Linked DNA regions of Gossypium hirsutum: region 2 is linked to region 1. The links are chromatin contacts, called in public Hi-C maps. All regions are on one chromosome and are shown on one strand. The core of a region is the stretch at or near the end of the contact, and the rest is flanking DNA. Distances in the headings are between cores, read along the strand shown.

Evidence for each region. A called contact is a pair of places that touch in the nucleus more often than the background predicts.
Region 2: a Hi-C map of leaf shows a contact between it and region 1, with 4 times the contacts expected there. The contact joins the promoter of LOC107951360 here to the enhancer-like site in region 1. A contact is called at or near these places in 2 of 34 Hi-C or Micro-C datasets (both in leaf).

What each region holds. Positions count from the first base shown.
Region 1 is chrA08:11,506,854-11,510,674 of Gossypium_hirsutum_v2.1, reverse strand. LOC107951235 (protein TIFY 4B) reads left to right here. Exons shown (of 10, transcript XM_041075854.1): 9 at 1-192; 10 at 745-1,118. Among protein-coding and RNA genes, the nearest start is that of LOC107951235, 6.2 kb to the left of the region's middle. Within about 2 kb of position 1,719, at least 4 of the 9 cell types and tissues checked have an H3K27ac peak or open chromatin away from gene starts, as enhancers often do. A contact at or near this core is called in leaf, where this site is marked.
Region 2 is chrA08:11,763,079-11,767,366 of Gossypium_hirsutum_v2.1, reverse strand. It overlaps LOC107951360 (homocysteine S-methyltransferase 2), which reads right to left and starts at 1,500. Exons shown (of 7, transcript XM_016886398.2): 1 at 1,129-1,500; 2 at 92-148; 3 at 1-5. The coding sequence starts at 1,308.

The sequences.
Region 1 (3,821 bases), core at 470-2,969:
TGGCAACATCTTCATCTCGTACCTTAGACATCTACTTGAATCAAATGGGGGATCAGTTCTCAAATGAGCAGTCGAAGCAAAGTGAATCATATTCTTCTACTTAAGCTCGACCACCTCACACACCGCTTTGGTGCAGCTCCATGGAAAATCTTCCCAAGATTGCCAATGTCACTACTCATCCTGATGGCAAAGGTGACAATTTCTTATCTCTTGCATATCATGTCTTGTCTTTATGCGATAATGGGGTTTGAACCTTGGAAATCCAGGAAAATTTTGATATGAATGATTATTAGCTCTCCTCCATGCTATATGATATGCGAATGTCCCGTTCCAAATGCATATAACTGAATTTGAAAATGCCACCACAGTGCAAATTTCATGATCATTCTACAAGTTTCCTGTAATATTTAGGTACATCGCCTATCATAATGTGTAACTTGGGTTGATCCCAGCCACCGGAAAGGAAGAGCTATTACTTGCTGCTGGTCTTGCCTGGAAAGATATCCTTGGGCTTTTGTCATATCATAAACTTCTTTTATAGCTCAACATATTTCAATTTCCTGTACTAAAACGCATCATATTTGTACAATCGACTGGCATAACTTTAATGAACTGGTTTTGGTAGACCAACAAATTATCACTTTTCACTCCATAATGTATAACGATTTCACTTTTTTCTACTTATTATACAAATTATCATCACATGGAAATCGAAATAAACGAGATCTGATTGCCATATTGCAGATATATTCGAAGTATGATGTTGGACCAGCATTCAGCGATTATAGCCCATGTTGACATGGATGGCGCTGGAGTGCCGACAGAGTAGCTGTCTTCCTTGTAAGAGTTCGTAGCATTATGTTAAGACATGTTGTATTTGTTGCGGCCATTATTATTAATCTAAATGAGGAATTTAGTTCAGGTTAACTAACAATCAAAAAGAAAAACGTCATTCAATCCGCTTCTTTCCAGTTTACAAAAAGTAGAAAGTGATCCTAGTGGAATATGAACCACTTGCATATTAAATTGCCCCCCAAGATAACTCTTTGCTGTGCTGGTGTTATGTGGGTGGATTTAATTTGTAAATAGCGTAGATTCCATTGGGAATGATTCAGTAATGTTTATCTCTTGATTAGATAAGGCGATGGTTTTTTAAAAAAGAATAAAAAAACCGGCCACGAGGCTACGACCCACTGATGCAAGCCATGGTGAATGTGATTAATAATTAATCAGTGATGTCATGTCCTACTACAAGTGGCCTAGGCTACCTCAGCCTCACACTCTCGCATCTTACTATGAACCGAATTATGGCTACTGTTAATTCATCCCCTCTGTCTTCTTGTGTTTTTCTTTATGCATGCTTTTCCGCTCACTTAAAATAATAATAATAAAAGTGGGTCCGTTGTTGCTTTTGTGATTAACATGATATGCCTTTCAACCTGTTCATATTGCACACCATGATTTTGATTAAGAAAGCTACCGAAGTCTGGCCTTGCTTTTACATTGCAATTGCATCCCGAGTCTACCAAGTTTGATATAATAATAGGGGTTTCTTTTTATACCAATACAATGTATATCAGTATCTTTGAAAATTGAAATAAACAACCATAAAATCTCTGATTACGAAATATATATTAAAGAAAGATGTTGAGAGGATGGGGGTGGGGGGGAAGGAATGAATTGAATGAAAAGCCGAGTAGTACAGGTTATGAATTAATTAGCGTGGGCAGAAGGATTGGATAATCACTGTGATGGTTGCATTGTCTTGTCTTTGCCTAGCCCATAGTAGTGAGATACAGAGATACGTATCAGAGGAACGTCATTTCCAACAGTGGTAGTATCCTATTGTATTTAATTTGATATGGACCTTTGAAAATAACAATTTTATTTGGGGTTAGTATGGTTATTGGTGTACTGTGTTTAAAAAGAAGGAGAGAAAGGAACAAATATACACTTAAAGGTGATTTTATATGGCAGTTTTGTTTCGATTCCCCCAAAGGCCAAAAACACCGCCACTTGCTTTATTTATTTATTTGGTATAGTAAAGAAGGGGAGGAGCATGAGCATGTGCGTGCGTATTTCCAGGTATTGAAAATAATTCAAAGGTCTAACCAAAGTCAAGCCTCGAAGGGGCAAAGGGAAATGTTGGTTTTGTTAAATAAAAGACATTACATTAGTGGCTGTGAAATGCATCTCATCACACCATGTGACTTCTCCACTACCACGCCACCTCACCTCCTCATGTCTTCTATTTAATATTCAACCAAAATCCTGCAACTCCATGTTTTTCTTTTACCCACTAAAACCATTGTATTTTTATTATCTAATTTAAATTTCAAATTATAATATAATATTTTTAAAAAATTAGTTATAAGAATTAATTGAATTAATCATGTTGAAATTTCCAACATTTCAAGTCGACTAAAATAAAAACAATATAATTTAAATAGTTTTTTTTTGAAAAAATAATTATTGGTAAAGTAATAAAAATGTAAATAAGTTTATTGACGAGGTTATGGTTGTGTTATCTATATAACACTATTAATATATTACTTTTGTTTTATAATTTTGAAAAATTTTTAATTTTTAATTAAGTTGATGTCTGATTAACTTATGATATTAATTCAGTTAGATATAGATATAAATAAATTAAAAGTAGAATGAAAACATTCATTGGCGTTCCCTAAATTATAGTTTATGTTTAAAAATTATTAGCATTACATTTTTAAAGTTTATGATTACAAAATTTATAAGATGAAAACAAATATATATATATATACACAAAAAATTGAATTGGCTTACATATATAAAAACATACTATTCATTTATCTTGTAATTTATCTAATACAATATATTCCTATGAAAGAAATACAAAATATGGAAGTTTTTATCAAACAGAATACAATAGAATGGAGGATACCAACTTTTGATTTAACGCAAGCAAACACACGATTCGTCATTATTTGGCTAATTCCGTTGTTTTCCATCAACACGACGTCCTTTCCTCCTTTTCTTCAATTCATCTAATTTATTATCATTTCCGGACTCTCATGTGCTCATTTCTGTCTTCAATAAAATAACGGTAAACTTCATTGTTACAAACTAAATGATGGGGAAGTTTTTGTTTTTAATTATTTAATTAAAAATTTTATAATTTGGTAAGTCATTATATTGTTAAAATTGATATTATATGATTTTTTCTGTTTGCAACTGTTTGTACCAATTGAATTTTTTTTTCTCTTCTATAGTTCTTTTTTTATTATTATTAAACAACTTTGGATGTTACAAATATACAAATTAAAATTCAAATAACTTTTTTCCCTGATCTCTGACACTGAACATTAGATCAACTTGAATTTAAGGCATATTTTCTACTCATCGATGGGTACTGTCATTGAATTGTCGCTTAGAGCTTGCTGGTGAAACATTTTTAAAAAAAACTTAATAGCCCAGTGACTTAAATATTTTTTTTAATAGTTCAGTGATTTAAATAAAAACTTTTGAATAGTTCAATAACCAAATTTTAACTTTTTTTAGTTAGGTGACCAAAACGAAAACTTACCCATAATTTAGTAATTAATGGTGTAGATTACTTGAAACACTCCTAACCCGTATCCATCGCCGAATCCGGGTTACAAAGAATTACCGGAGTTTACAAATCCAACAGACATAAATTTCAAACATTTCATATCGTATAATATTCAGGTCAAAAATCAATCAAACTCATGCATATTGTCCCTTATTCGAGCCCTCGAGACCCAAAATACGCGTTAGAAACAAGTCAGGACTAATTCGGAAACTCAAAATTTTCGAAAAACATA
Region 2 (4,288 bases), core at 251-2,750, 260 kb before region 1:
GTGGCCTATTAAAAATATATAAATTTGCATCAGTTGGCAACGGGGAGAGAGAGAGAGAGAGAGAGAGAGAGAGAGACATTATATCTGATACCTGATAGGATGCTGTGATAATAATATCTGCGCCAGCTTCAAGGTAATCAAGGTGTACCTGCTAAAAATAGATTGGTTAATGATCTGGAGAAGCAACCTAAACATAACATTCGGTCCATCTTAAAGCATATATATGACTTTCTTGTTCAGCATCTCAACTTTTAACCATCAATATGTTATGGCATTATTCTTGCTTGTTTGGTTATTGCAATACTTCAACGATATCCTAGCTCAGTCTCCAAACTCATATACACTTAGAATAGTATAATTTGTCTGGAAATTCCGTTAAGTAAAACCCAGGTCTCATATGTGAAAAGGAAACTAACAAGCACTTTTAGTTATTGAAACTTCCAACATCGATTCCGAAGCCTAGAAGAGAACTAAGCTTCTCTCAAATAAGCTTTCAAACATCCCAATCTCTGTATCCTGTTTATCATTTTCCCTTTCTCTAATTCCCGAGAGAAAGAGATAGAGCCAAGGGACTAAATAAAGTCAATTCTTTCACCATAATATTAAAAAAAGCAAGATAGTAGCCAAAACTCAAGCACTTAACTCATTAAAATTTACCTCTTTGTATGAGTAACATTTATAAACAAAACAATAGAACTCAAAACTGACTCGTGACCGATAACCCTTAAATGCCACTGACCTGACTCACCAGATCAAAACTGGACCACCTCCACACTGTGGTCCAGTGTTCTATACATGCATACATAAATAAATATATATACTGCATCCGCCATATCAGAACAACTTCCTTTGTCTTTTTCCAATGAAAAAAAAATAGATTATAATTCAGTTCTATGTGCAGAACAGTCGAAATTCCCAAAAAGACCTCCACCAACCACTCCTTCACTGCTATTCCATTATTCCTCTTCCTTCCATCAGTAAAACTTACTTACATTCACGTAAAATTCAGTTCCTAAGTTCCTATTACAACCACTTTGGATTATATAGGACGTAAATAAAATAAATCATAAATAAAATAAATCAAGGTTCGAAAAAAAAGGTAATTTTGAAAGAGGGAGAAAAACTTACGGAGCGAATAAGGTGAGGAGAAGTGAGGAGGCATTTGGCACTCCAGAGGGGATCGTTTAGGTCAGCACCGTGGAGTTCCAGCTCGGTCGCCAGTCCACCATCGATAACAGCGGTGCCTCCCATCTGGCGGAGGAACTCCTTCATCAATAACGGCGTCGCCGGGATGTTGAAAGTCTCCATTTCTTTTCTAAATTAGAAGGGGATAAGCGTTAAATGCGGTCGCCGCCTCGCCCTCTCTCTTTTGCTGTTTGCTTTTGGTTGGATCTTAAGAACAACTGGATGGATGACCCACTTCTAACTATATCTCGCTATGCCAACACCCAACTTATGGAGATGATCACTTTTACCCTTTAGCCCCGGCAAGTGTCCCGTTTTACAATATTTACCATTCCAGTTATTTTAATTTTATAATAACAATTTGGATAAATTACACCTGAGGTCACTAAACTACTAATAAATTTACGTTTTGATTATTCAACTTCAAAATGTTACAAAATAAATCTTGAACTATGAATCATTCGAAAATTTTTATTTAAGTCATTGATTTGTTAAGTTTTTTTTTTTAAATCCAGCTAGCGATTTCTAAGCGAAAATTTGACGATTGTTAAGATAGATCAATACTCATTTATAAGTATAAAAACATACTTTGGATTCAAGTCGATCTGACTATTAGTATCGAAGATCTGAAAAGAAAGATGTTTGAATTTTGGTTCGTAGATTCGTGATATTCAAAGTTGTTTCATAAAAAAATTGAACTATAGAAGAGAATATGAAGGAAAGCTTTCGATTGGTGTAGACGATGCAGATAGAGAAGGTAGTGATTTTAGCAACCCAATGACAAAACTTCCGAATAGCTTAGTAACCATTCTGTAAACTTAAGCCTTAGTAAAACTTCAGGAATAGCTTAAAATGACCTATATATATGTTAGAGTGTGCCCAAATATCAATTATAAGATGATTGTACTTGCATAATTATTTATTTTATTTAATAATGAAAACATTGTCATTATTGTTATTGGTCTCTATTTTTGTGTATTAAATAATTTGTTTAATAATAAAGTTTAGAGAAAAATATGATTATTATTAAATGTATTTAGTCGAGTATTATTGTGGGCTTAAACAATAATAATACATTGAGACTAACGTATGGATGATTGATGACAAGATGTTGTCATGAATATGAGATATCAAGTCAATATTTGGGTACACGTTAGCAAAACAATGTATTGGACTAACTACTATGACAATGCTTATTGAATTATTATGTAATAGTCATGACAGTTCTCATAATGATAATAGGATGTATGATACTTAGACTTGAGTTCATCATAGTTCTGATATTGGGAGCAGTATATTATGGTATAGTCAAGCGTCTTTCATAAATGGTTGTACTATAAATACTGTTATGTGTACCACAAACTATGTAATGAGATGAGTGATCAAAATAATATTTAACCTTCCTACATAATGAGAGCGATATCTAGGATTCTTTGATCGAGCAAAACTAAAAATGCATGGCCATGCTCAAATAAGTTGATATGAGATATCAAACTCATTTGTTTATCTTAGCCTACTCAAGATTCAAGAAATAAAATATTGGACTATACAAGTGTGATTGCTCTATACTTGCGTTCAATTTAGATATCATGAACAAAGAGATATATTATACAACAATATTATCATGGAAAGGTTATGTCGAACCACGACTTCTTGCAACTTAGGTAGCAGTGGTTCATTACTAGATGTCACTTACTACATGTAATAATAGAAATGTTCTAATATTACTATCAATGTTACAGGATCCTACAATGTCATACCCTATGATTGAAACGATTGCAATATGAAGAAAGGTGAGATTATATTTAACTTGTCACATAAGATAAATTAATTATAGAAATGTTCCTATAATCAACTTAATTTGACAGTTAAAAATATGTAACGACTCAAACTTACGGGTAGTTACATCTTACGGACTATTACCACCCAGTATGATTGTCTATACATGCTTATATACGAATGTCTATATAAATCTCATAAAATAAACCCACGAGTGGTTCCCGTGAGTGGTTATACCCTTTGCATGTTTGTATATCCATATAATGAATATTGTGAGACAAAGGGATCCTATGAAGGATCCTTGCTGGTGGTTATACCTTTTTGCATGTTTGTATATTCGTATAACGAATATTGTGAGACAAAGAGAGCTGTGAAGGATTTCCGCGACTGGTTATGCCCCTTTACATGTTTGTATATCCGCATAATGAATATTGTGAGGCAAAGAGAGCTCGTGAAGGGTTCCCATAGGTGGTTATACTTATTTGTATGTTTGTATATCCATAAAATGAAGGAATGTGATAGAATAAGGTGAGCCTACAAGATAAATTTGGGGGTGAACGGGAACAATGTCATGTGTCTAACTAATTCTAGTATTTGTCCTGTGGGTGGTTATACCCCCAACATGTATGTATGTTCATATAATGTTTGTTGTTAGAAAGGTAACCCACAAAGAACTCTTGTGGATAGTCATATCCACTATTTATATTTATGTCATATCTATAAATCTTACATGTTATATTTGTAACTCCACTTTCATCACATAAATCCAAGCCGAGTAAACTTGGCTGATTATTGTGATTCGACGTAAGATGGCCTCACTTTTTACGTAATTCCGAGCTATAAGAGTCAACTGTAGTGCGATCGACCTATGATCTTTCCCATAAGCCTCTTCCCATGTGTCTAGAAGCAGGATCTATCATAAGCCTTCTGCCTCGAGCAGAAGTAGCACCATCTTTTTTTCAATAAGCCTCCATCCATGCATTTGGGAGCAGAGCTACTTTATTATTTTCCATAAGCCTCTCCCAATGCATCTAGGAGCAAGGTTATTTTATTACCTGGTCGAGTCGTCACACCCATCATCCTTGTGTTTACTGGTCGGGTCATTATACTCGTCGACAAACTGGTTTGGTCACCATACTTGTTAGCAACTTGGATGAGTTGTCACACCCGTCATCCTTATGTTTATTGCTTGAGTCGCTATACTTGTTAACAACTTGTTCAGGTCGCCATACTCGTCAACAACCTATTCGGGTCACCACACCCTTATCCTTTCATAAACACTTATTCAATATTACTTGTCAAAAACTAAGGCCAAAAACTACAT